2 separate regions of the Mus musculus genome follow, and region 1 is linked to region 2. The links are chromatin contacts, called in public Hi-C maps. All regions are on one chromosome and are shown on one strand. The core of a region is the stretch at or near the end of the contact, and the rest is flanking DNA. Distances in the headings are between cores, read along the strand shown.

Region 1 (7,343 bases), core at 3,169-5,668, 250 kb before region 2:
GCTTCTTGGTCATGATGTTTGTGCAGGAATAGAAACCCTGACTAAGACAAAGACTCTACCTCAGTACCCATTTCATAACAACAACCAACTAACAAAACAAAAACTAAAACCAAAAACCACACCTTCCTCCTTCCTTCCTTCCTTCCTTGCTTCCTTCCTTCCTTCCTTGCTTCCTTCTTTCCTCACAGCTGACACACAGTGGATAGGATACATTGTCCTGATGAGGTTAACTCTCCATTGGAGCTACCTATTCAGAATGGTCTTTCTGTGTGTCCCACCGAGTGGTGCGATGATATATATACCTTTGATCCAGATACTAGTCAATTAAAGGCAGACCTGGTTTAAAGAAGACACAGGGTACAGGTTTGAGTAATCATGTTCTCATGTGAATTCATGAGAGTCCAGACCCACCTATCACTTGATGTGATGTGACAAGTTGTGTCCTCAAATGCACTTTGGTGCATGTGTTAGCTGTGTCTCCCTCCACCTACACAGAAATTCCCAGGGCCCTGATAGACTCAGTTAAGAGAATTTTCACGAACGAAAACCATGCTGGGTACTGTTGTATAGTAGAGAAGAAATCAGGGTGTCACAGTTTTGTGTACTTTAAATCTACTAGAGGAATAGACCTTAATATTATAATTTAATATTAGTATGTAGTACTAAATTGGTGTCTGAGTTATATATATTGAAAACTTTAACTTACTATTTTTCCCTATGTCTTTGCTGTAATCCTGTCTTTCATATACACTGTAAAATTGGTCAAAATAAGATACTTTCCTCAAATCTATAGATTCAATGTTTCAGAAGGCAGAAACCAAGCAATGTGCACAAATTTCAAATAATGCAATAAAAATTCAGTTGTTTCTTACAGTGGCCACACATAGAGAAGGCTGAGCCAGTGCCATAGAGGCAATCACAGCATCCCTGTCATGGCCTGGCTCCATCCCTGTTTACCACTAAATGCTTCCATTAGACCAGCAATGTTCCTCTGTAATGTCAGCATCCTTTAAGGGCATTTATGACTCCAATATAGAAGATATCTTTTATATCATATATATATCGATAAATCTATATTGGTCTATCTATCTATCTATCTATCTATCTATCTATCTATCTATCTACCTACCTACTTTTCTGCACGGCCCTAATAAAACAGCCTGTGACTGAACTTCAAAGCAACATCAGGATGAATGCAACCTGGAAGAACAGAGTAAAGGGGGAGGCTTGGAAGTTCAAACCCTGTCACAGATGCTCACACCAACTGATACCATCAGAACCTTACCTACCTGCAATCTCTGTAATCTGCATTCACACTTGTGTAGACATCTGCAATGGAGATTTGACTATCTACAATCATCACAAGATCTAAATTATTTTCTGATCTTAATGCCGTGCATTCTTTCAATGCCTCTTTCTGATAAAGGAGAACTTTCCCAGGTGCCTTCCCCATTTAGTGTTTAATTGTCTTCCCCTGGGGCTTCATTGGCCTTAAAATGCCTTCAGCAATAGGCCCTATCCACTTCGGTGGTACCCAAGTGAGCATAAACAAAAACAAAAATGTGGTAATGTTTTACGGTTACCAACTTGGCTACATTTAAAGAAATAATGAGCTGGCATTAGCACTTACATGGGAAATTAATTCTTTCTTTTGTCTCTGATAGGAATGTTTTCAGAAGCCTTGTGGCACAGCCTAAGAACCTCAAAGTCTGAAAAGAGTTCATAGCACAGATGTGTCAACTCTGCCACTGAGAACTTATCACCAGGAGGCTGGCATGGTGGAAGGATAAATATAAAATATGCTCTTTTAATTGTGGAATACAACCCCCATCTCTAACAAAATGACGGCACATAAAATTAGACAGTACAGCATACGTTAAGTACACATTGATAAAAGCACCGAGAACTGTAGTTCTTGATGTACATGCCTTTAAGATTATATTCATCACATTTGTTTTATGTGTGCATGTCAGCGTGTGTGCATGTGTGTGTGTGCTCCGTGGCACACTTGTGAAATACAAGGGCAACTTGAGAAAGGAGGTTCTATCTGTCCATTCTGTGGATCCTGGGGGATCAAACTTAGGAAGTCAGGCTTGGTGGCAAACTCCTTTGCCTGCTGAGCCATCTCACCAGCCCAACAAACAGTGTGTAATCTTCCAAGGAGAAGCCTTGGGTGTATATTTTGTTTATGCCACTAATATGACACCATATTAGCAACAATGTAACTTAGAGTTGTGATTGTCTCTTAGGAGTTGTCTTTATGTTGGCACACTATCTTAAAGGACGTTACTGTCACTGAGGGAGCATTGCAGATAGAAAACGTTAGCAGTAAAGGGTAAAATGGGCATGTTGTTGCTTTCAAATCCATGCCATTTCAGGGACGTTTTTATACTCACTTTTGCCAATCCGTTTGTTGTTTTTCAGGTAGATTACATTTTACACATCGCAAAAGTGATGGTTTTCTGAATGACAGAGTGCAGACTGGATAAATTTGTCGGGGACTATCTTTAAATAGAAAAGTGAAAGGTTCCCCAGGCTCTGTTCAGAGGGTGAAGCAGCTTTTACGATGGTTGGTAACATCTGACAACATTGCTTCAGAAATGTAGGGACCAATGGAAAGTATCGAGTGTTCTCTCTCATTCCCATTTAGATGCCACTGTGGTTTTCATCTATAGCTTTATTGCTATATATTTCTTTAACGTGGAGAAAGTATTTTAAAGTAAGAGAAACAAATTTTATAAAAATATATGGAAAATTTCCCCTGGGTGCTCTCAGAGACCGAATCACCAACCAAAGAGCATACACAGTTTGGACCTAGGCCCCCTGCACAGATGTAGCAGATGTGCAGCTCAGTCTTCATGTGGAGCCCCCAACAACTGGATTGGGGACTGTCCCAAAAGCTGTTGCCTGACTTTGGAATTTGTTCCCCTAACTGGGCTGCCTTGCCTAGCCTCAGTGGGAGAGGATGTGCCTAGCCTTGTAGAGACTTGATGTGACAGTGTGGGGGACACCTAGGGGAGAATGCCACCCTCTCAGAGGAGTAGGGGATGGGGATAGGGGAAACATTGTGTGTGGAAACGGGGACGGGGGGCAGCAATTGGTATGTAAAGTGAATAAATAAATAAATAAATAAATGTATATATCAAAACTTTAATCCATTACTTTTTACATGAACTTATTTCCAGGCTGATCTTTGAGAACATAATGAACACTTATCCTAGAAATTGGTGATAAGATTTATTATTAATATATAGATGTAGTTACCAATATTGTATGTGGTTATTTTTTAATCGCGTAGAATATCTCCCTATGATTATTTATATAGCATCTACTAGATATAAAAGAGTTTCTTTTTGTTTTTTTTTGAGACCGGGTCTCCCATAGCACAGACTGGCCTCAAACTCACAATGCAGTGGGGGATGGCTAATTCCTCATCCTCCTGCCTCCAACTTCCCGTCTGGGATTCTAGGCATGTACCACCACACCTAGTTTATGCTGAGGGGTGGAGCCGGTGTAGGGGGGTGTAGACCAGCCCCAGGGCTTTGTGCATGCCAGGCAGGTACTTACAGGGGTTACTTCTGCAGTCCTACTACCTAGATTACAAGAATAGAATTCTTTCCTGGAGTGGATACAACACCTCTCTAGAGAGGACATTATTTAGCTCTTAGATAAGAGTGTGGAACGTTACTAGGCCTCAGCCCTCTGGCTTTTGCAACTTGAGGGTTATTTCTTTTGGGTCTGCTTTATGATGCCTTGCTGTGGAATCAGGATTTAGCCTGCCAAATATCTGAGTGTGCCATATTGTATAATGGTAATTTGGAATAGCAGAGTGGGTTCTTTTTTCAAATGGTGGGGTCAGTACATCTCTGTGATTAACATTAACTCTGAGACTCTGCTGCTTTTTTCAAATTGCTCTGCCGTGTGGGTCTTATTCTCCTTTACCTTTAACCCTTTGCTCTTTCAACTTGGGGGAGTCTCTGAAAACTGTACCCTGTACCATTTGAAGTAAAGAAAGTGAGGCAATGCTCTCTGCCCTCCCTAGCCTTGGGTGGGAGCTCTCATGGCTCAGCACTGGGAAAGCAGCTTCGAGGTGGAGAGGTCAAGTCCTCAGGTCAAATTTAAAACCCTCTTATCACTACATTTATTCCCTCATCGGGGGGCATCTTTCTGTCTGACACAAAGCTCAAGACGTAACCAGTCTAAAAATCCCCTGGTAGGTTACTTCTCTGTAGCATCAGGGTTCCTGATTCACGCTGGAGCTGCTGATGTGTGAGTCTAATAATTCTGAAGCGGATTCTGACATGTGAGGGGATGCTGTTGGTCTCAGGCCTGCAGACGAAGGGTGACTGTCTCACAGAGGCTCTCAGTAAGTGCTTCCCTCACAGAAAGTGATCATAAGGACATGAATCAGTGACTAATTTCATAGCAATGTGGTAAAGGGGTGCGATAAATAACCACACTCTCAGAAGAGTCTGTGATTCACACTGACTTGGGAAACTCGGGAGGTTTGATAAGTAATATTTAGAGAAGAATCGGTGGCTCCCCAGGGAAAGCGGATGAACAGAGGCAATGAACTTGAAACATACAACATGGGCAGTGTTACATGCTGAAAAGATGGCCATGGATTGCTTAAGATTACTTTCTATCTGCCCAATACTTTCAGCACTATTTAGATTCAGTACTATTTTTGCACTATTGACACTGGAAGTGTCAAACTGCTGCTTTCTACCCAACACTATTATGATTTTTTTTTTTACTCTAGTCTGAGTTTATTTATTTATTTTTGGAAGGCAGAGAAGAAGTTATGAGCATAAACGATCTTGCTCTCAAATGAGCAATGATTAATTATGATCTTTAATATGCATGACACATTCCTTGTGAAATCAACATATGTCTACATGCAACCCAAATAAATAATTGAAAAGTTCAGCAAATTCAGTCATTTGGCACCATGTAATTAAAAAAAAAATTTTTTTTAATGCTGAATTTAGTCAAATTGAGACACACGGTAATAAAAATTTTTGATTTTTAACTTTAAGACACTGAGTTCTTAGAGTCTATAGGTAAGGTAGATGATAACATTACAGACTCTGGTGTTGCTCCAGGAAAATCTATTCTTTATGTAACCTGCTTCTGTTACTTCCTATAAGAATGATATTCATACTTCAGTTAAAATAATAATTGATATGCAGCAACCTACCTCTTGAATGTTCCAAGTTAATTACCTGATTAAAAAAACTGATTTGAGTTGGTTTCTTGTTTAGTCAACTGATAGAAAGATAAGCCAGCTTTCTGAGGAACACCAGGTGGGAGCTGACAGTGTTGGCAGGACCAGCTTCGGAAGGTTGCCTGTGCTGCCAAGAAACCCAATATGAGTAATTCAGAACCCTCTTCCTTGCTGATAAGTTTACGTGAAGAATTTAAAATATTGGATTCAGAAGGCTGGAGAGTTAGCTTAGTTGGTAAAGTCTTTGCTTTGTAAGCATGGGGCCTTAGTTTAATCCCCAGAAGCATTGTTTCTAAACAAAAGACCTGTGCTGGGGAGGCAGAGACAAGGAGAGCTCTGGGACATCCTGGCCAGCTAGGCTGGCCTACTTGTCTAGGTTAGTGAGAGACCCTGCCTCAAAAGCAAAACCAAACAATGTAAATAGCTCAAACCAACTAACCAACCAACCAACCAGCCAGCCAAATAACTCCAAGTGGTTAGCACTTGAATAACCACAATCAAGACTTAGCATAGATATACCTGAAAGACTCCTCATATGTATGTATGTATGTATATATATGTATATATATATATGTATATATGTATATATATATATATATACACACACACACACACATACACAAACATATGCACACAGAGACACACAGAGACAAATACACACAAACACACACATAGACACATACAACAGACACACACACAAACACACAAATATATATACATAGACACATGCACACATACACATACAGATGCACACCCATATACAGACACACAGAGACATAAATACACACAGAAACAGATACACATACATACAGGCTAATCTTCATACACTAAGTATTAATCCCAGCACTTGGGAGGCAGAGGCAGGCAGATTTTTGAGTTCGAGGCCAGCCTGGTCTATAGAGTGAGTTCCAGGACAGCCAGGGCTACACAGAGAAACCCTATCTCGAAAAACAAACCAAAAACAAACAAACAAAAATGCACTGTGATAGAACTGATTTTATGATTGTAACTGGTGTTTGTAAGGGATATTGTCACTGTGAGAACTAGGAGGTCACTTTGATTTGTTTAAAGAGTATAAGGCTAGTAGTAAATGTTGAGCGTCTATTTTAACTCTACTTTCTTTTTTTCCAGACAGGTTCTTGCTATGCAATTCTGGCTGACCTGGTACTCACTATTAGCCCAGGTTGGTACTGAGCTCAGTCCTCCTGTTTTAGCCTTCTGAATAATAAGATTAAAGATGTGAACCGCTATGTTGTTTTTTACTTCTAAGATTTTTTATCACATTATGACTAATAAATCATTTGAAATGTGAATATATATTGTTAAAGATGAATGGTAATTTATTCTCTCTGTCTCTCTCTGTCTCTCTGTTCCTGTCTCTCTGTCTCTATCTCTGTCTGTCTGTCTGTCTGTCTATCTCTTTCTCTCTCTTTCTCTGTGTATGGTGTGTGCGCTTTCAGAAGCTAGGGGAGTCAGGTGACAGGTCTATTACTCTTTACCTGATTTCCTTGCGACTAAGACTCCATGGATTTTCCTGCTCTCTCCCCACACAGTGCTGGGGTTACAAGCCTATGTGACCACACACTCACACATATACACCCCCCTACCCCCCAACACACAGATTACACCTGGGTTCTCCTGCTTGCCCAGTAAGCTCCCTTATGCATCTAGCCATCTCCCCAGCCCTGATAACATTTCTAAAATCATTAAAAAAGAATTCAAGGCAGGCCTAAGGGCGTGTGCCTGTGATCCCAGCGCCAGGGAGGCTGAGGTGGAAAGACTGGGCGTGTGCCTGTGATCCCAGCTCCAGGGAGGCTGAGGTGGAAGGACTGGGCGTGTGCCTGTGATCCCAGCGCCAGGGAGGCTGAGGTGGAAGGACTTAGGGTGTGAGAACGGGTTGCGTTACTCAGTCAGATTCTGACTCAAAACACCGTATGTGTCCCACACAGCAAACAGCCGAATCATTCCTTAAACTGATTTAAAACTCAACAAATCAGTACACTATGGATCAATAGTTCGAACCCTAAAGTAATTTTATTTTTGAACTGTGCAAAATTGCCACAGTTCTCTAAAAAAAATCTTGAGGTGGAGAGTAGTAGAGGAAGATTTACAGTAT
Region 2 (7,209 bases), core at 3,856-6,355:
CCTGCCTTTCAGTTTAGTTCTGAGAATTATCCTATTATACACTTAACTCGTGACTCTGGAATTCTGTTTTAAAAGTAGGGTAGGGGCAAATGTCTCCTGCCAGGACCAATTGAAAGTGTGGTAAGCTTACTTTGTGTTTTAGACCATCTTACTGAGCTTCGTTTATATACAGCATTTCCTGGAAACACGAGACGAGAACAGAGATTCTGTAGAAGATGTTGCCTGTTCATGTCTCCTGTAATAAACCTTGCAGTACATTTCTTGGACATTTGACAAGAGTTTCAGTTGATTATTATTCAACGCCAAGACCAGAAAACATGAACAATGATAAGAGTCATACTTTAGAGGGGGGAAAAAAAAGACAGAATACTTTGTCTTTGTTTATAAATCTGAAGGACTGGATGGAAGCAAATGGCAGTGGCCTAGCAATGGTTCCTTTCCAGCTACTGAACACAAGCCCTTGAAGCTACTTACTCTCCCCTCTCCCACCATGAGGAGCTGCTAGCCAGCTCCCAGTGATCCTGCCTTCCTCCATGCTCTTTCCTTCTCCCTCTCCCTTCTCCTTCTCGCTCTCCCTCCCCCTTCCCCTCTCTCTCTCCTGTATGGTGAATTTGAGTGTCTGACTGTGTACACCTTTAATATGCACATGTGATCAAAAGTAGACACTGGATGTTTTCATCTATTGCTCTTCACTTGAAATTTTAAGACATGGTTTTCCTATTAATCTCAGCTCTCACCTGTTGGCTAGACAGGTTGGCCTGTGAGCTGTGAGAATTCTCCCGTCTCCACCTCCCACTGCTGGGTTATAGGGCCTGGCGTTATGTCTTGATTTTTATGTAAGTGTTGGAGATCTCCCAAGTAATTTTTCTTGCATCTCATTTTGGCTCGTGCATCAGAAGAAATTTTTTTCTTTCCTTTCTATTTTGTCTTCCTCTTCCTCCTTCTCTTTTTCTTCCTCCCCTTCCTCTTTTTCTCCTCTCCCTCCTCCTTCTCTTTTTTCTTCTCCTCTTCTTCCTCCTCCTTTGAGACATTGTTCCTTTATGTAACTATGGCTATCTTAGAACTTACTATATAGATCAGGCTCTCCTTTAAATCAGAGATTACCATGTTTCTGTCTCTCAAATGCTGGAATTAAAAGTATGTACCATGAAGCAGGCTAGCCCATGTATTATTCTTGCATCTGTGTCATTACCAAAGCATCCAGGTCAAAGACCCCCCTCTTTCCTACCTTTCCCTGCTCAAAGTCATTTTCTGTATTTCTGTGTGAGAGTCAAACTATTCTTCTAACAAAGTTTCTCACATTATATCTTGAGTTAGGCATACATTTCCCAAAGAATATCAAGTAAGTACATGGGAGTTAGGAGAGTAGATGCTGAAATTAGAAATACCTGGCTAAAGAGTCAGCTGAATCCTTAGCTTTCTAAGCTGAAATACAGGAATGGTACTCATATCTCAGCAGCCATAGAAGATTAGACTGGGCATGCAGGAGGCCATGTGGTGACTAATGCTTAAGTTATTACTGCCAATAATTATTATTACTTTTTGAAGCTGGCGTCTGATTTGTTTATGATCTCCTAAAATGCTTTTGCTTTCCTGTCCTTGTTCAAGATGTTTGCTTTATATGGAATGTTCTTCTTCTTATCCCTCTGCCCCCTGATAATCTCTAACCAGATACATTATCAAGCCTGTTTCAGTGGTTCCAGAAGACAGATGTTTTCCTTTCTTTAGTTAACTCCTTGCCTCCCCCAGCCCTCTTCTTTATCCTCTTGCTTCCCCACAGTTACCTGTAGCCTAGGCTGCCCTCACACCCACTATGTAGCTAGAGATGGCCTTAAACACCTGCCCCTCCCCCTCACATCCCTGGGCTTATAGATGTGCACCAGCAACCTCAACTTTGTACCTCCCTCCTTTTGTACTCTGCACCGTGCCTTGGTTTGCATGGTGTAGCCTAACTCTGTCTTTGCTGTATCCCAATCTCCCTTTACATGCTAGAGATTCCTTGATAGCAAACAGAGTATTTTCACTTTTCTGTTAGCATCGAGTCTGGTAGAGGACTACTTTGTTGGAGACAGTATCTTGCTATGTAGTAAATGATGACTTGGACTCTCAAATCCTCCTGCCTCAGCCTTCCTAGTGCTGGGATTGCAAGTCAACACCATCAGACTCCATTGCCACAAGACTTTTAAAGTTGATTTGTTGTTCACTTGTTGAAAGATTGACATGATTTCATGGGGGTGGGGGGTGGGGAGAGAGAGAGAGAGAGAGAGAGAGAGAGAGAGAGAGAGAGAGAGAGAAGCTGTGGGGTTGTATTCTGGCAGGGGTTAGTTTGTGAAATGACTACGTTTTGCTGACCACCAGGCTTCCTCGTGTGCAATTTCCTGATCTTCATGATTTGCTGTACTATCTATGAAGTTACTAAAGTTTTTCAGAGCTGTTAAAAAATCTGGGAGAGACATGAGCCTTACTTTCTTCAGGTTCTTTACTTCACATAGGACCAAACAGGCTGTGCTGGGTGACTAAGTTACATTTAGTTGTTTGTTTGCAGTAATGTACAGCAAACCAAGACTCTCAACCATAACAGGCAAGAGCTCTATCACTGAGCTAAATATCCAGCCTAGGTACCATGTTTTAAAAACATTTCCTAAACAGATGAGCATAACAGTACACAGATGTAGTTCCTCCTACTTGGAAAACTGAAGGTAGAAGGATAACTTGAGCTAACACATTTAAAGTCAACTTGAGCAACACAGAGAGACCCCACTTCAACAGAAGGAGAAAGGGGAGGAGGAGAGAGGAAATGGAAGGAAGAAAGGAAAGCATAAAGGAGGGAAGGAAGGAAGGAAGGAAGGAAGGAAGGAAGGAAGGAAGGGAGGGAGGGAGGGAGGGAGGGAGGGAGGGAGGAAGGGAGGAAGGGAGATGAGGGGAGGGATGGAGGGGTGAGGGTGGGAGGGAGGAAGAAAGGGAGGAAGGGGAGAGGGAGGGAAAGGTTTTCTGAAACCCACCATGGATCATCACATGATTAGATTGCTGCTTCTAGGACATTGTACTTCCATAGACACCAGGCCCATCTGGATTCACAAGAATCAGAAGCTCTCTGAAGAAGGCAGTGACTCACTTGCCTCACTACCACTAGAGCTACCACAATGTCCAGCACACATAATATTGTCCATAAATATTGACTAAACAGAATAGATTGCAAAGAAGTTAAATGATTGGGTCACTGTATTGCATCTTCCAAGCCCTAAGCCTGCAGTGTCTTCATGACATCCAACTAGCTTTGCCTCACCAACTGTCTGTCGTCTTCATTTGAGACTGGTAAGAAAATAGTAGCTTGTGTCTGATGACATAAGATCCAGTGCTGACTCTTAGTAACAGAACAAGAAAGCATTTTGAGCAAAAGAAATCTCTTAACCTCTGGCAGGAAGAAAAATTAAAAAGAAATATGATTACATTGAGGACAGAGGTTGGTAACAAAAGCCACATGAGACATAGATACAGGTGCTCTAACAGTTTTCCTTCTGAAAGATCAGTTCAGTGGTATGGGGAGGTGGGGGAAAGCTTGATTCTTTTTTCTTAATTCAAAGATAGTGGTTATAATCACTCGCAGGGTTAATGAAGGCTGTTGAAACTGAATTTCCGTTGGTGGTTAATCCTCTGCCTTCCCCAGGTTCCTTTTAGACACCTGCCTGACATAGTATGGTCCTAATGTTCCCAAATGCATTACTATGAAGGAGGAACTATCTACTTAGAGAAACACAGGTAAGCTTGGAAAAGATCAAATTCTTGGTCTCTGGGCTTTGAAATCTCATGGCATTTCAAATGTACATATGTATGTGAGCCAGGCCTGCCCAGGAACATGACATAGTGAATGAATGAAGCCACTGCTCTCAGAGTAGGGGAAATTAAGAAGCAGAGAGAAAAATGTGCTCACACTCTGTGGCATTGCCACCTGCATGTGAGGAATCCATAGATTTTCCTTAGGTCTTCACATTTATGAAGTCATGATGTTCTTGCTTGCAGAAATTTTGTCCTAAACCCCAAGGCTAGGTGACTTTAGAAGTGAAACCCAGGGGCCCAGCATCAGAGAGAATTTTGTTCGTACTTTGTCACATGCCCATGAATGACATTTCCTCCCAATTTCACAAGTCTCTAATGGGACTAAATAACTTGTAGAGGGGCCTCTACTACTCTCAGTGGATTTTAAAGGCAAGAAAAAAGTTCTAGGTTTGAATAATTGCATTTTGATGAATGCAAGACTTTCAGGAAATGTGCTGAGCTAGTGGCTATGTGCTTACTGGGGTAAGTAAGTGTGGCAAAGCTTATTGCTACCTTTTCCTTTAGAGCCACCTTTTTCCCAATGCCTTGTCACTCCACCCAGGCCTTTGTTTGTCACCTCTTAAAAAGACCCTCCTTGTCTTCCTATGCTGACTATGACTAGATCCCAACTCCTTTTACCAACAACTTCTGATGACTCTTCATTCTATATTTGGAGTTATATAGAGAAGAGAAGTCAGGGACATGGTTATCATTTTATGCTTATGGGAATCACCTCTTCAGAAACTGGTAATTTCCCAGCCTTCTTGTGACTCTTAGTCTCAAACCAGATCCTTGGTTTCTATTCTGCTTGGTCTGCCACAGGGTGGAGGACCAGCACTGCTTCTGGGTTATAAAGCATGCGCATACAATCCATGCTCCCAAGCCACCAATCCTTCATGGTCACAGGGTCTGAGAGAAGTCACTCACGGTTGTTATAGACAATGAGTGGGGAAGGGATCCTGAGCTACGAAACAGTAGCCATGGGAAAAATGACAGTTTCATTCTCAGGGAGAGCTTTTCAGACGTTTTGTGGTCTTAACCCAAATGTGTGTTGGAGGAAGCCCAATGTGGGAAGGAATCTGGGAAGGAATCCTGATGGAATGCCAAGAGAGGACCCATTCCTAAAGTCACACATGACTGTACACATCTTTGAGCCCATTGGAGACATTTTCAGATGAGGAATTTGACAACTATCAACACTAAGTCGCAGCAGTTTGTTAGACAATGCAGATCCTCCGTCTCCTGACCCTATGGCTCCTTCAGGCTTCAGGTTTTTTTTTTTTTTCCCAAGTGGGAAATATGATCTGTTGAGTAGTCAGGAAAGAATTTCACTGGCAAGTCCCTATTACTCATTTCCCTGGACTAAGATACAAATAAATAGTGTAAGCCTTTTTTGTAAGAAAGGAAACATGTTCTTCTAGTGCTGAAAGCCTAGGATTGCTTTTGAAGGACTTTATTTTCTATATCCAGAAGGACTGCTATTCATCCATCCATCCATCCATCGATCCATCCATCCTCCTCCTCTCCCTCCTCCCTGTCTTCCTCCCCCTAGTTATGGAGCCCTAGCTGGCCTCCAGATCAGTCCTCCTGCTCCAGCTCCCTAAGTGTATTCTCTGTTGGATAGTAGACTTTTAATGCCAGGTTTTAGAAGGTAAGGATAAGGGTCTATCTTGTTAAATGGATTGCTTTATTCAATTTCCTAGTATAGAATGTTAATAGTCATTGTCAACAACTAACTTTTAGGATGTTTCATTGTTAGACTCCCACTTTTCAAGAATTTATCATTGTAATTATCATTATTGGCTTTGTTATTATTAATTATTCTTTCTACTGACAATTATCAGGACCACAGTATCTTCACTGAATATTCTTATATTTTAGCATCTTATTCTGCTCCCTGTCCATATGACACCCACTTGAGCTGTTAAGAGAATACCCTACCAACAAACAATGTCCTATCTCACTCCCCTCACCTAAAAGTCTGCCATCCACGGTGGCATTGGAGGGGATAGTTCAGCAATGAAGAATGTGAATCAATCTTCCAGAAGACCATATTCAGTTCCAAGTATGGAACTGGGTGTCAAATGGCTACAAATGTTTATAACTGTAGCTCCAGGGAATAGATGCCTTCTGCACTAAAGCCTATGTGTTTCCTCCATAAATACTCACATATGCATGTAATTAAAACTAGTAAATAGATATCCCAGTCTAGTGAATCAGCTCTTGGCAGCATTATTTTTTGGTCAAGTTCCTTTACATTCTAGTATTGTGTTTCACTTAGGTTTGACTAAGTAATGAAATCTATAAATTTTGTCAGGACCACAGTATCTTCTCTGAGTATTCTTATATTCTAAGATCTTTTGCTCCCAGTCAATCATTTGCAGCTATTAACACTCACTTGAACTGTTAAGAGAATATCCTATCAAAAAACAGTGTCTAGGTTATGTAATCAAATCTATAAACTTCTAGCTTGGAAGTCCTGAATATTTCTCCCTCTAAAAATCCTACACTTAACTTTATCGTAAGGAATTAATTTCTGAAGAATATAACTTTGTTTTCTATATACACAAATAATTTTTACTCTACCTTCACATCTTACAGAGGTCATTATCTTTAAGTGCAGGTAGTATGTCTAAATTTCTACTTTTTTGACTGCACTTTCATTGTGTTAATATAAGTGATTTCTGTGCCACAACATTATAATATGTAGGAATAATAATAGAGATGTTGAATCCATGGTGTATATTTTGCACTTAGTATTTAGCTTAAATCCCTGAAAGGCAAAGATTAATCCCACCTTAGGCAAGAGACTATAGCTCAGAAAGGCTGTCATTGCTCAAGAACCACACTAGACTCCAGTTTGTGGTATTATTAGATCGATACTCTTTATTGAACAATACGCTGCTTTGTAGTAGAGATTGCATTCATCACCAGGAATAGCACATGCTCCCTCAAGCCCAACATTTGCTCCTGAGGTTTGCCAAAACAAAGTGCTATGCAACCAAAGCCAGAGAAGGAACAAAGTAGAATGTGATGGGGACCCCTGAGTTTGGATTTGATGTAATCACATGTGGCATTGAAATTTCTGTTACCAGCACCTATCAAGGCCATTCTAAGAAAAGAAAACTGAATTATAGAAAGACTGTGGCACAGAAGTGGAATACTTGTTGTAACCCCCAACCTGACCCCAAGAACTGTCCTAGTATTCTGTTTCTGGGTAATAAGCCATCGAATTGACTGCATGGCTTAAAACACCATGTATTTTGTAGTTCTGGGTTCAAGTAGCTTGTCTTTGTTCAATCCCCTGATGAGGAAGCTATATTCCTCAAGTCCCGTTCTTTTTTCTGAGGGTTTCTCTGTATTCATTGTGTCTTTAAAAGCTGTAGCTTAAGG

Evidence for each region. A called contact is a pair of places that touch in the nucleus more often than the background predicts.
Region 1: a Hi-C map of adipose-derived mesenchymal stem cells shows a contact between it and region 2, with 2.4 times the contacts expected there. The contact joins two enhancer-like sites. A contact is called at or near these places in 2 of 484 Hi-C or Micro-C datasets (the C2C12 cell line and adipose-derived mesenchymal stem cells).

The regions. Positions count from the first base shown.
Region 1 is chr2:9,730,531-9,737,873 of GRCm38.p6, reverse strand. No RefSeq gene overlaps it. Among named protein-coding and RNA genes, the nearest start is that of Gm13218, 140 kb to the right of the region's middle. Within about 2 kb of position 4,418, at least 26 of the 459 cell types and tissues checked have an H3K27ac peak or open chromatin away from gene starts, as enhancers often do. A contact at or near this core is called in the C2C12 cell line and adipose-derived mesenchymal stem cells, where this site is marked.
Region 2 is chr2:9,479,792-9,487,000 of GRCm38.p6, reverse strand. No RefSeq gene overlaps it. Among named protein-coding and RNA genes, the nearest start is that of Gm13218, 110 kb to the left of the region's middle. Within about 2 kb of position 5,105, at least 55 of the 459 cell types and tissues checked have an H3K27ac peak or open chromatin away from gene starts, as enhancers often do. A contact at or near this core is called in the C2C12 cell line and adipose-derived mesenchymal stem cells, where this site is marked.